2 separate regions of the Zea mays genome follow, and region 1 is linked to region 2. The links are chromatin contacts, called in public Hi-C maps. All regions are on one chromosome and are shown on one strand. Each heading gives the region's core, a stretch centred on a gene start, on an enhancer-like site or on the middle of the called end of the contact. The rest is flanking DNA. Distances are from core to core; before and after follow the strand shown.

Evidence for each region. A called contact is a pair of places that touch in the nucleus more often than the background predicts.
Region 1: a Hi-C map of ear shows a contact between it and region 2, with 1.9 times the contacts expected there. The contact joins the promoter of LOC100280092 here to the promoter of LOC100217258 in region 2. A contact is called at or near these places in 3 of 25 Hi-C or Micro-C datasets (ear, endosperm and leaf).

What each region holds. Positions count from the first base shown.
Region 1 is chr4:50,370,149-50,377,103 of Zm-B73-REFERENCE-NAM-5.0, reverse strand. LOC100280092 reads left to right here and starts at 2,215. Exons shown (of 6, transcript NM_001153030.1): 1 at 2,215-2,539; 2 at 3,389-3,490; 3 at 3,629-3,704; 4 at 3,880-3,950; 5 at 4,045-4,130; 6 at 4,226-4,595. The coding sequence starts at 2,369. The coding sequence ends at 4,283.
Region 2 is chr4:50,149,354-50,156,899 of Zm-B73-REFERENCE-NAM-5.0, reverse strand. It overlaps LOC100217258, which reads left to right and starts at 3,136. Exons shown (of 8, transcript NM_001366423.1): 1 at 3,136-3,601; 2 at 4,693-4,758; 3 at 4,862-4,945; 4 at 5,182-5,304; 5 at 6,811-6,863; 6 at 7,033-7,082; 7 at 7,158-7,258. The coding sequence starts at 3,395.

The DNA.
Region 1 (6,955 bases), core at 966-3,465, 220 kb before region 2:
CGATGGTACACCGGACATGTCCGGTGACCCTCCTGACCGTTGCCATGCTGTCGTGCCAACGATGATCTCGCGGTCGACCATTAGCGCGAGCAAAGAGTCGTTGCTCGCCTGGCGCACCGGACATGTCCGGTGCATACCGAACTGTCCGGTAATTTTTAACTAGCGAGCCACGACGTTTTTGCAGGAGCAACCAGTTTGGGCCAGCCGACCAGGCCAGCATCAGACATGTCCGGTGCACACCATACTGTCCAATGGTGCCTAGTCTAGCCTAACTTCTCCTCTATTGTGCCAAACTTCTGCCCTTCTTTTTGGCTCGACTTGAGAAGTTCCCTAGCACTTGGATGAACATTGTTAGTAACTAAAACAGTTGACTAGGTGCTAGAATTATACCTTTGCAACTTCATTTCAATAGGATTTGCAATATGTGCAAACTCAAGCCTAAAAAGTACTTTCCTCTCCAAAATGAGTTAGGGCCCAAACACAAGTATTAGAACCATTGTAAAGGACCTATGCAACATCTTTAGAAGTGCAAACCTCACACTTATACAATTTCTCAAAGTTGCATATTTAGGTCCATGTTTGTGCTCTTTTGGACTTGACATCTTCAATTTGCTCTTTATATACATGTGCTCATGCTCATACAAAGATGGTTAGTTCATAGTGGTGTGTTGAGCCCTTAATCACTAAAACACTTAGAAATAGCCCAAGGGCACATTTCTCTTTCAAGGGGTGTCGGTCCGCCTCCCACTCATGATCTATCGAGCTGAGGCTGAGTGCCCTAGCAATCTACAAGCCCTGCAACACAACGAGCCACGCCGAGACTTAAGCTACGGAGGCCAAGGGTTGGTCTGCCACAGATAAAGCAGTGATGATGCCAGAACCCCTTGTCGCCCACACGCAGCCGGGATTAATGAGCCTGGCTAGTGAGCGCAGACGACTAAGGCAAATACCGACAAACAGGTTTCTACCGGCGGTAGAATGCTTCATTCTACCAGGGCAAAGTAACTCCTTCCCCAAGAAGCTACCTGTAAACACTCCTGGTCTATAAAAGGAGGGTCTGACGAGACGCGGAAGAGAGGACACACGGAGGACTACGGAGGCCAAAGCCAAGGAATGCACCGCCATAACCCCCAAGACTTAGTAGAGAACACCAGATTCGTAGTTCTTAGGTCCAACCACGCATAAGATACTTAGGAGCCCCTCCCTCTCTCGCCCCGCTTATAACCCCCTACAATAAGCATTGAGCAACAAGGTGTTTGTAGCACAAGCCACCGAAGACTGGATGTAGGGACATTGCCCGAAGCAGTATAAATCTTGTGCCCACTGAGCACATCATCTAGATCTAGAACGCGCACAAACAAATTTACTTGTTAGGCAACTAAACATATCCTAAGGACTTGTTTGGTTTATTTAGTCACCTGACTAAACCTTTCCACTAAAGTACCATGTTTAGTTTAAGTGACTAAATCTGACTAAAGAGCGCACATGGAAGAAGGGATGATGGATGTAGTAAAAATATCACTTTAGCCACTTTTAGTCACCCTCATGGTGACTAGAGGACTAAACTTTAGTATGAGACTTCTAGTCACCATGTTTGTCTCTTTAGGGACTAAATATGACTGAAGTTTAGTCACTCTGAACCAAACAGGCCCTAAGAGCAAATTTAATAATATAATCAACTGCTGGTTGTAAGCATTCTCGATGTCCACCTTTTAGTCTATGTGTATAGTTGTTAGCTCTTTACTATTAATGCATGGCCATTTGTCTCTCACAAAAAATCTTGGTTTTTGTATCAAGCCAGTTGTAACTTTACAGACCACTCCTTCTCTCTCCTCTTCTCTCTTAACACTTTACTTTTTACCCTCTTCTTTGATCTTCAAGTGCTAAAATTCAGCTAAAAATATACTGCTGAACTTTAACATCATATATCCAAACATGCCCTAAGTCAAAAAGATTATTGGACCAATACTCGCCTCGGCTGCTGCAGGGGAACTGAGGAAGAAGAACGTTGGTAATCCAATGGTAATTACTAGTCATCTATTACGGTGCTCTTGTAATTCAATGATAATTACTCACCTAATACGGTGTGGTCTTGTAATTCAATGGTAATTACTCACCTACTACGGTGCTACTAGTCCTGCCCAATAAAATGTTCTTATTAAATGTGCTGTCAGCAGCAGCACCTGCCCGGTCAGAATCATTGATTGATGTGTTTGTTGGATTAGTCAAGATCTCTCACTGATTCGCAGCATCCCCCTCTGTTTCTCCATGATCTGTTCCTTCTCCTGGCTGTTCTCCAGTTGACTTGCTCCATCGCCTCTCCACGACTAGAGGAGGGAGGAGGGGAGCTCTGATCGATTCACCCAAGATGTCTGAGGTGGTGGCGATGGCGGGGCAGGCCTACATGAAGCAGCTGCAGGCCCACCCGCTGCGCACCAAGGCTATCACCTCCGGCGTCCTGGCCGGCTGCAGCGACGCCGTCGCTCAGAAGATCTCCGGTGTTTCCAAGCTCCAACTCAGGAGGCTCCTCCTCATCGCGGTGCGCTATTCTTCCTTTCTTTTGCGTTTTAGGCGTTCTTGCTTTAGTTGATTTGAGTAACTGCTTGTCGCCTACCCGAAATTCAGACAGCTGGTGTTCTCACTCGATTCAGTAGTTTTTATCTGGATTTCGTTAATCGGCCATCAGGTCAATCGTTACCTTAAAAGGTTTGTTTCTTGGGTCCTGCTGTGCAGTTAGTGGAATTATGCCTAGCTGATGAGCAGCACGGTCAGAGTGGCTTCTCAACACAAAAATGCGTTTTTCTTTAGTTTGTTCCGGGCAGCCGAATGAAAACAATCGATGTAGCCCTGCTAGTGGGACGGGAATCCACACGATTGGTCATTGATGTAGACTGCAAATCAGAAAACAAGTTTAATACGTGAAATATATAGGCTGATATAAACGTCTACCGCATAGATCCACGGATCACCAACAACTAGACTGCCATTTTCACTCAGTCACAGACCTTGCTCGACCTCAGAGAATCAAGCTTAGTACAGTCTGTAGCTCAGCGACCCACGCAAATCTAGTATTTTTCTTGTGCAAAGGAAACTGTCATCTTATCCAAGTACTCTCTCCATCCCAAAAAAGACTGTCTAGATTCATAGCTAAACGACACTCCTTTCGGATGTGTGTGTGTGAGAGAGAGAGAATATGAGATCATATGTATGCATAAAAATTAACCTGCTGGTAAATTGGACAGCTCTCTGGCCACTAGTTCAATCAACTGGACCAAGTGCCAAAGAAATGTCATAATTTACATATTAGCAATTATGTTTGGATTTCAATACCCACACTTCTGATTCAGTGGTTCTTATTTTCATTTGTTGACTATGTGCAATGCAACAGCTATATGGATTTGCATACGCGGGACCGTTTGGACATTTCCTCCACAAGCTCATGGATAGGTTTTTCAAGGGAAAGAAAGGAAAAGAAACTACAGCCAAGAAGGTATGTAACTGCCTTTCTTTCCGGATGAACCATCAAGATTTCTCAAATGCAATTTCCTGTACCTTTTTACTCCAAGGTATGTAACCTGAGGACAATCATGACCAAGGTACCGCTTTTTTGCTCATTTGTCATGTGTAGGTCTTAGTAGAGCAGCTGACCGCATCTCCATGGAACAACATGATGTTTATGATGTATTTTGGTCTGGTGGTTGAAGGTATATATATAATCTCTACTGGAAAGTTCATTGTGTATCACAATAAAACATGTTTCTGTCCATTGTTCAAGTTTCCTTACAGACAACTGCATGTTGCGTCGCACAGTATACAAACAACTGGACATGTTTTGTGTTGTGAGAAATAATCAGTATTTGCAATTTGCATGAATTCCAGGGAGACCATTTGGACAAGTAAAGAACAAGGTGAAGAAGGATTATGCATCTGTCCAACTCACAGCTTGGAGGGTATGCTTTTTCTGTTGGGGAATCGATGCATCAATCCATGGTTTATTTTCTAGTGACTTTGGGGGTTTTTTTTGTTTTTTGTTTTTTTGTGCAGTTCTGGCCAATTGTAAGTTGGATCAACTATGAGTACATGCCACTCCAGCTCCGAGTTCTTTTCCACAGCTTTGTCGCCTCCTGCTGGTAACACCTACTATATGTTTAGCAGTTAGCATCTTGTCGTGCCGTTTTGGCTTGTGAGAATTATGCTTGACTTTTGTTTGAATTTTCTATTACAGGGCGGTGTTTTTGAACCTCAAGGCAGCAAGATCGATCGCAAATACTAAGAAGGCATAGAGGCAGCTATCTATACCAGGAGCGGAAGTCATGATTTGAGTTGAAAACCAGTATATATTCTAGACTTCCGTTGTAACACCTGAATTCTTTTCCAGCAGGAGAGGAACCGAGTCGTATTGTTTGCCATGAAAAGTTTGCTCCTTTTCATTTCCATAGCTGCTGTTCTCTCTTCATTTCGAAAAAAAATGTTGTTTGCTCGCCTCGTCGAAGTGATCACGTGTACTTCTAGTTCTAGTGGAACTTAGTTTGTGCAGAAAGAATATGTACTCGCTAACTTGTATCTAAAGCATATATGTTTTTCACATCGAATAACTGGATTGCATTCAGCCCGATTCAAATGCGATGGGAGGTACATGTACTTTAGAGTTGGAAGTTGAGTACTTCCTCCGCTAAAAAAAGATATAATTCTTGTATTTTTTTAAAAAATAGGTTTAACCCAATTTATATAAGAATACATTAAAATTTATGACATAAATTAATAATACCTTCGTTTTCAAATATTTATCGTTTCTTAGTTCATTTTTGAACTAAAACACGATAAATAAAAAAGAAAGGTGAGAGTATTATATTAGATTAATTACTTTCGAGATATCAATACGAATAACATGAACGAGGTGAACAATGCCGTTTTCTTTCAAACACGGATACTGGACTGATTCCCCTGCGGCGAGGGTGTGGCCCAGCAATTGAATGGCCGAGCAAAGCACGCTCGTTGTAGTGGCGTCGTCGCGTCTCCTCGATGCCCTCTCGTTTCCTCGGCGTGCTGCTGCCACTCGGCGATCCGATCATTCTCGAGCAAGGTCGGTGACCATGACTCGCTGCCGCCGCTGCCTCTTGCTCCTTGCCCCTTTTCTTGCCATGGTTGCTGTTGCTCCGGTAGGATCTTACTTAGGCTATCTGCAGCAACATCCTCTAAATTTAATCCTCTAAAAAATATTTTATGTTCTTTACAGACTACTCTAAAAGATTTTGTACTCTGTATTTTTACTCTCTCCAGCAACGTCCTCTATATCTCATCCTCTATATTAAATAATCAATTAAAATCGGTATGTCAACGTCACCTCCACGTGTGCCCCTTATTTGTCTGGAGCCTGAGAAGAGCTATAGAGGAGCCTCCAAATGTAGAGGTCCTGGCGAGACTCCTGTATTTTACAGGTTCATTTAGCGTTCCCTGCCGGAGGCAAAAAGGTGCAAGTGAAATACTATATTTAAAGTACCGGACCATTTACGGGTTGTTGCTGGAGTAAGCCTTACCTCTCCCTCTTTCCCATCCGATGTGTCTCCAGCTGTCGCTGACGGTGGTGCTCATCCCCTGTCGTGTCGTGTGGCAGGGGCAGGCGCAGAGTCATGGGGAAGCCTTCGCCGTCTTCATCGATGCCACGTCGCACCGTTAACTGCTCTACGTTGGTTTTGGGTGTTATAATACATCTGATTCATGATCATACTTTATCATTGTTACTGAATTATTTATTGTTTAATGATAAGATTATGGTGTTAATTGGAACATAGAGCTTAACTTGAGATGATAGTGCTATCATAAGGGTGGTATGGGACACCCTTGGCTGACTAATTAGAAAAGCTAGTGGAAGTCTACCATACTCGAAAGGGCAATAAAGGTACGATGAACAGTCGGTATAGGGAGGTTCTCGGGATCAATCATGCTGCGATGACTTTTTGGACGAGTGATTTCTATATCATCCTTCTTAAGAAATCATAGCGGGTTTTCTGAAACTAATGTAACTTTGTAAATGTCTCGTAGTGAATCACTAGCCATTCACCTCGGAAGTGTCTAAGAGCCTTGCAAACCCTAGCGGGACGGGATACACGACTTATGAGTAAAGCGTACAACCTCTGTTTTGTGTAAAATTGGTATATCAGCCGCGGTCAAGACTCTCACATGATTAATTTATGTAATTAAACTTAATCTGTCATTTGCATTGAATTGTAGGATTTATTATCAGTTGTGATCAATTACTTAAATGGGTTGGTATCTACTTATAATTAGTAAATGCTAATAAAATTTTGACCAACTTGTTAAAAGCAACGCTCAGCCTTAATCATTCTCTTGGTAAGCCTTACACTTCACATGAGCCCTCACTGTAAGTGAGCTCATCCACATTATTCCCCACAACTTGTTGAGCATTGAACGTATGTAAGTTCACCCTTGTTGTACTCACCCCCACCCCGAGATCAAGAACAAGTAGTGCAGGATGAGGAGCATCAAGAATGTCACGATGAGTTCGTGAGAGGTCTAGGTCGTCATCTCCTAGTCAACTATGGTTGTCGAGGATCGTTGTCGTCATATGATGTAATTATTTAGCTATTTTGTACAGAACCCCTATTATATAATAAAGATGTGACATTGATTTCTGTACCATGAGTCATCATATGTGTGAGACTTGATCCTAGCACACATTTAATTCGTGCCTGGGTTTGCCCTTAAATTAGGGTATGACAGGAGATAGTGTGGCGTACCATGCAAATGTAGTCCTTGTTAGGGACAACGAGAATAAACGAACGTGGAACGCCTCTGTGTCGGTCAATTCTCCTAATTGTGCTAGGAACTGGCTTATGTGCTCGTGCGTGCTCTTATCTTGGTCACCCGAAAATTTTGTGAATTTGGGTATCCTTGTTCCCTAGGGTATGCGTGATAATCAAATCAGCTATTATAG
Region 2 (7,546 bases), core at 1,887-4,386:
AAAGTAAAAGTAGGACATGATAGGTCTGAGGACACTTGCCTTCACCAGGTTGTTGCTCAGAGGGATCTTCGGCAACACACTCAGGAACCACGAGTTGCTCGTTGTCTAAATAAAGCGATCATACATTCAATACATTTGGAAAGTACAAATGAACATCACATCAAACATGTACAAACATTAGAACACAACTCAAAAGATGTAGTATTAAATAAAGGAGAATGAGGTCAAGTTATAAAATGAACTAATCCTAATTAGGAGTTGATTACTCTATAAGTGTTTGGAACATATCTCAAAAAGGTAAAGTAGTAATTTAAACAAGAAAGAGATTAAATCATAAGATGGACTTATCTCATTTAGGAATTTGATTATTCTTTAAGTGTTATCTATAATTACATAACCTAATTCTATTCATTTCATTGAGACCTAAAAGTTAAACCAAAATGAATTCATGTAACACATATTATTAATCTCACAAGATTAAATATATTTTAACTCCTAGGGCTTTCATTTTTATTTATTTCATTAAATGAATAAATCAACATATACATTAAACTTATACTCTAGGTGTAAAATTAAAGTGCACAGACCATAGATGAACTTAATTTATTTGGACAGAGAATAATATTATGAACATTTTACAATTTGAACCACTAAATTTGGAGTTCATATGAAAAAGATATGAAATAAACAAGTTTTGAAGTTGAAATATGAAATTAGGGCTAAATTTGTGATTAAATAAAAGTACAGGGGGCTATCCAAAAGAAACCAGGGGCCTACGCGCTAAAACAGAGGACGTCGGGTTGATTTCCTAAAAGCCGAGGGTCTCTTAAGTAAAACTTACACGTGAAGGGGGTACGGGGTAACCTCGGCCATCAGATCAGAGATCAACGACAAGGATTAGATCGCGTGGGCGCGGGCGCGTGGACGCGACTAACAGGCGGGGACGGGGCGTCAGCGAGTCAGGGCGGGCTGACCAGCCGGGCCCAGGGGCAGGGGCGCAGGTGAGGGGGAGAAGGGAGAGCGGCCGGATCTAGATCGGAGCGCTGCGATTAGATCCGCAATAATGAAACCTAAACCGCACGATCTCGGACGAACGCCCGAGATCTATCGACTGGGGGCGGACACAAACGCGGTGGCGCCGCTCGGTCCCGCGCCGACAGTGAGCGGTGGCGAAGCTCTCTGTTCGCGCGGGCAGAGCGAGAGAGAGGGCGAGGGGGTTTGGCTGAGGGCGCAAGTGAGCGAGGGGAGGTGGGCGAGCAGGGCGCGGGGCTCAAAAGGGACGCAGGCGCGGGGACGTGGCCGGAGAACGCGCGGACGTGGGCGCGTCCACCGCGGGGGATCGTGGGCGGGAGGTTGGGGATGACCGACAGGTGGGCTCGGTGGGACAGAGAGAGAGAGAGAGAGCGGGCGCGGAGGGAAAGGAACGACGTCGACAACTCGGTCCCACAGAGCAGCGAGAGAGGGGGAGAGAGGGCGCGCTGGAGAGACAGACAGACAGGCGGGGTCCGCCTGTCAGCGTGGGCGGGCGCGGGCGCGCGCGCAAGCTGGGCCGACTTGGGCTAACTGGGCCAGATTGGCTTTTTCTATTTCCAGGGAATTTCTATTTGCTTTTTTTATTTATTTTCTCTAGGGTTTTCAATTCAAATTCAAATCTAGTTTCAAATTCAAACCAAATCAAACATGTGCAACAATTCAAGAATATTTAGGCTCAATATGATGCAACATTTCATGACTCATATGTTTTGGGCAAAATAAAATAAATAATCCCTCACTAATTAAACTAACCCTAATCAAAAGAGGAAGAGGGGGAGAGAAACTAGAGAGAGAGAAACTAGAGTGAGATAGAGAAGAGTAACACCTGAATTTGGATGATAATATGAAAGAAATTTTATACCCCAAATTCAGGGTGTTACAATCGCTGTGCACTATTTTTTGCGCGCGCTGCACAGGCGCTGGGCGTGGGGAGGGTGAAGTCGTGGTAGCATCAGGTGCCCACATTAGATTCTTAATAGATTATTATTACTAGTTGGTTGCTCATACTTTGCTACGGTTATTATATACTCCATCCGTTCCATAATATAAGGCGTAACCATTTTTTGTTCTTGTCCCCACAATATAAGACATGCTCTCTCTATGCATACGTACATTAATGCAGTGATATAGAGAAAATTAAATATATTTCTTGGTATTTGAACCAGAGGTGGTTACGCCTTATATACTAGGACAGAGGGAGTATCATATAAATAGGTATTTAGATATTTATTCAAATGTAACTATTGTTTATTTCTAAACACTAAGGTATGTGTGGTCTGGTGGTTAGCTCCAAATTTCTGAAGCAGGGGGCGTGGGCTCGAGTAGTTGCCCTGCATTTTTTTGCGCGGTGTGATGGGTGGGCCTAGAGTGTCAGAAGGTGAAGCTGTGATATCATCATGTGCCCACATTAGATTCTTAATAGATTAGTATAGATTATTAATTATTACTAGGTATGTGTCCGCTTGTTGCCACGAGGCTGAGAAGCGTGGGGAGGGGCGCCTAAGCTACAAATATAATTTTTGTTTATTTGTAAACACTAAAGTATGTGTGATCTGATGGTTAGCCCTAAATTTTTAGAGCACAGGATGTGAGTTTGACTGCTCGTTTTGTACTATTTTTTGTGGGCTGGACGTGGGGAGAGTGAAGCCGTGGTAACACTAGGTGCCCACATTAGGTTCTTAATAGATAGTAGATAGATAGATTGTTTATTTGTAAACTATATGTGATCTGGTGGTTAGTCCTAAATTTCTAAAGCATAGTGGTGTGGGTTTGAGTGCTCGTTCTCCACTATTTTTGCGCTGGACGTAAAGAGAGTGAAGTCGTAGTAGCACCAGGTACCTACATTAGATTCTTAATAGATAGCAGGGGAGTAGAAATATATATATAGAACTTATATATATATGCCGAAGCTTTGTTTTATACATTATTCTTAACCGTTTATTTTTAAATAACATATATTTTTAATAGCACGAAATAGATGCAAATATTTTTATGGCCTTAAACAATTTAAATAGATTTTATTTTAATTTTTAGGACTTAATTATACGACTTTTTGAACGCTATAAGTAAACGGTAAATAACAAGGGCTTATCCGCAAAACGACACGGACGTATTTCCGCTTCCACCTGCGCCGAGATCTCGGAAGAGGATTCAGAAGAAGCAGGCTTCCGCTGCTGCTTCCCCCACTCGAATCCAAGCAACCACGCCCCCACGCCCAGTCCAACCCCAACCCGCGAAGCTGGCGCGCGAGGCGGCCGACGCGAGCGCCCGCAAGCGCAAGGCGGGGGACGGCGGCGAGGTCCCCGACGCCACCGCCTCGGCAGAGGTGGCCGCAGCGCCGACCCCCGGAGAGGACGCGGCCATGGGCGACGTTCCACAGGCGCCGCACGCTGCGGGAGGTGGAGAAGAGTGGGCGGGGCCGGACCCTAACCCTAGCCCGAGCCTCGGCGGCTGCTCGGACCCCGTGTCGGTGGAGCTCTCCATGGGCGGGGACTACTACCGCGCCTGCTGCGGCGAGCCCGATCCCGACATCCCCGAGGGGCCCAAGCTGCCGTGCGTTGGGGACAAGGTGAGAGAGGGAGGGAGAGCGAGCCCTCTGTCTCCCACCATCCTCACATGTCCGCGATCGGGTATTGGTTAGCCCGCCGTATGGTGGGATGGGTCTCCATCACGCTTTAGTGTTTTACAGGCCTGCACCTGATCTAGTGGAAATATGCTAGTCGTGCCCATTTCTACGGCTCTGGTCTTGTGGGATCAGATTGCGGGGACAGTGCTGCGGTGCAGTTGAGTGTTGGTTACTTGCTGTTCGATAAGCATGAGTGATGTGGGTTTGGAGATGACTCGGGGTGTTTTGTTCTAGTCTAGGACAAACAGGAGGTTATGGCTCAAAAGGTGTGGTTTCAGTGAGGACCTTGCATTTACTTCAACTTTAGACTCACATATTTGTTGATAGATGACTACTCAACAGAGAAACTGGTACACCGTTTTTCTGTATGATCAAGTTCAAGTGAAGTGAAAAAATTGTTGGGTATAAGTTGGCCGAGCACCACATGGTTGCCACTAAAGTATGTTATTCCTTTTTAAGTTCAGAAAGTGCCAAATAGAGTTATGTGTTCGATAACTATGGAGACTTTTGTTGCCTACCCTTGTTTATGTCTACTTTTTGGTTCATTTCCACAACATTTTAATTGCTCTGCTTATTCTCGATACTCAAGCTTATGTAGATGGATTCATTGTGTAACCAAAAACCTGCCATGACTTTCTTTTAGCATATGAAATAGTATGTGGAGATTGACCTGTTATTTAAGTCGACGAGTCTCTGATTTCAGCTTGTCTTGCTGATGTGCTGAAGTTTCAGGTCTTCTTCATAAGTTCATAGTCTGTACCAGGATTAAGTTTGGTTGTGTTTTTTTTACGCCAAGTTGGATTCTGTTTTGCTTACGCTTTTTATGATCACCTGTTGATCAGTGTTATCTGTGGGCTTTGCCAAGTTAGTAGGTGGTTTGTTTTTCTTGTTTTTAAAAAGGAGCATGTTGTGATGATGGTTAAGCACCTTTCCTGATTGATGAGAAACATTTCTCAGCTGTTATGAAGGCTAACATGTTCTAATTATCATGGTCGTTTCCATGCTAATTATTATGCATCTTGTAAATGTTGCAGGAACCTCTCTCCTCTTTAGCAGCTGAGTTTCAGTCTGGCAGCCCCATTTTACAAGAGAAAATTAAGGTTATTGTGTCTCTGATTAATCTAATATGTAATTACTGCATTTTTATGTGGATACGTAACATGCTGTTGTCTAGTTTGTTCAACTAGTCACTTTTGTTTGTAGTTGCTTGGCGAGCAATATGGTGCTTTAAGACGTACACGTGGAGATGGAAACTGCTTTTATCGAAGCTTTATGTTTTCCTACCTGGTAGTATCTGCAGTGTACTTTTCACAAGTATATTATATCTTGCATTTCTCAGTACGGTGTTCATAATTGTGGCGACAATCCTATCTTATGCTGTCTTCAGCAGCTTACCCATTCTATCTCCCATTTCATCTTCTATTTCAAACTCCACTCGGTGAACAATACAGTCTATAGTGCAAAATAGTGTTTTGCACACCATATGCACGATCTACTGAAGACGGCCTTATATTTGCTTCCAGGAACACATCCTAGAGACACAAGACAAAGCTGAGGCTGATCGCATCATGGTAAAAATTGAGGAATGCAAGAAAACACTCCTCTCTCTTGGATATATTGAGTTCACTTTTGAGGACTTCTTTTCGGTAAGTCTGCAACGATTATTTTTGCATATTTCTCAGTCATGTTTTCTGTTAGGGTGGTTTTCTAGTTCATTTGCTATGCATTGTCTACTGTTTGTGGGTTTGTCTACTTATGTGCCACGGTCGTTTCCAGATGATTTTTGGGTTTTTGCATAGATGAATTGGCATATAAGCTGTCTGATGTCTGTATCCGTAGAACAGGGTTGGTTTGGGTTATTGTAGTGCATGCTTCTTGTCATTCATTTGAGGCTCAGATCAGTGTTATTAAAACTACGTTTAAACGATGTTTAAACTACTTTTAAACGTCAAAACTCTAATTAGAGGTTGAAACTGCGTTGTGGCGTTCTAAACTGTAAACCACAGTGTTTCATGCGTTTTATGGTAAGCTACTAACCTCGCTGTTTTGGTATTTAACTTCATGTTATTGTCTGAAATTATGATATATTGGTATTTTTTCTATGTTGTTTAAAACTACGTTTAAACTTCATTTAAACGTTTAAAAGTCAAAACTTCACCCATGAGCGTTTCAACGTTTTATCATTTTAATAACCTTGGCTCAGATATGCTGATTTTCATGTGGAAAATTAACTAAGATGCAACCTGTTTTAGTTTAGTCCGGAATGCTAACCAGCCTGTCTTCCAAAGGACATAAGCTATCAGCTGGAGGCAAAGTATGTCACACAAAGTTCTATACTGTACTAGTGTAAAATACAGCTGCTATCGGCTAGAGACAAAGTTTGCCACACAAAGTTTTCTACTGTACTTGTGTAGAAGGCAGCTGGATGACTGTGATTCATGTTTTGGTGTTTAGTTGTTTGGAAATATGCTGGTGTAGTCTAGATAAAATAAAGATAGTTGAAAATTGCTGGCTAATATATTTCTAGAATTGTATGAAATATGACTTTCTTGAAACAAAATACTCCACCCATTCAAATTTTAAGATCTTTTGCATTTCTAGTACATTGTTTATACTTTTTAGAATGTATCTACATGTAGGGTATATCTTAGTGCAAATCAAAAGCTGCGTATCTAGAAAAGCAAAAACACCCTATAATTTGGAATGGAGGGAGTATCAATTTATTCCCTCTTATCACAATATATGTTTGTCCTATGTCAAATCTTTTAGCTTTGACCCTAAATAGTTAAAAATTGGAAAAAAGTAATCTAACATAAAATTTATGGTACTAGATTTATCATGAAAAGTAAAAAAGGGGTCAAAACCAGTGCCGGAGGCTCCCACATCTGTGGTATCTAAAGAAGGGATAAACTGAGGCAGGCCTTCATCCGCAAATGTGGAGAGGCTGCTGCGAACTGCCGAACCTGTGAAAAGTTACTATTTGAAATATATATCTTTAGAGCCAAGGTTTCATTTCACCTAGACCTAGTAGACTATGTTGATGTCCTAAACTGTTTATATTTGTGATTGGAGGGAGTCTTCTTTTGCACCTCATAGATTTTGTATCTCTTCGACTCTTCCCTTACCGAACCGTGTTCTCTGATTTTGTTCAGATATTCATTGAACTGCTGGAAAGTGTTCTGCAGGGACATGAAACTCCTATAGGGTAAATATCAGAGTTGTATTTCGTCTCATGAAAAATACATAATGAAGAAGCATTGAGTTGTTGATATCAAACACACGTTTTTCTTTGAACCTTCCACAAAATATGACACAATGCCTGTAATCATGTTTGTGTATCTTTAGTAAATCTATTTGTTCTCCTACATCTTTAGGCCTGAAGAGCTTCTAGAAAGAACCAGAGATCCACAAGTTTCTGATTATGGTTTGTATACATTCAGATGTTCGAACTCTAGTTCTGCACTATCTTGGTATTGTTATCTAACACTGTCGTCTTCAGTTGTCATGTTCTTTAGGTTTGTCACTTCTGGTGAAATTCAAAGGAGGTCTGACTTCTTTGAACCGTTCATATCTGGCTTGACAAATTCAACCGTGGTTCAGGTCAGTTCCATATTCTGCTGTCACATGTTGTATATGTACTACATATATTATATTCATGGTCATTTACGTGCATCAAGCAGCATTAATCTGTGATCCTATTTGTTGCTCCCTGGTGAATAGTGTCTGGTGATTGGCAATCACAGTATGTTCGTTCATTGTTGGCTTAAATTATTCTGGGGCATGTGTAGCCATTATTTATAGAGGCGGTTCCCCTTAACTAAAGTTCAGATATAGATGATTAGATATCATGATGTAGCAACTCTTTGAGCAATTTTTTCCCTAATGGTG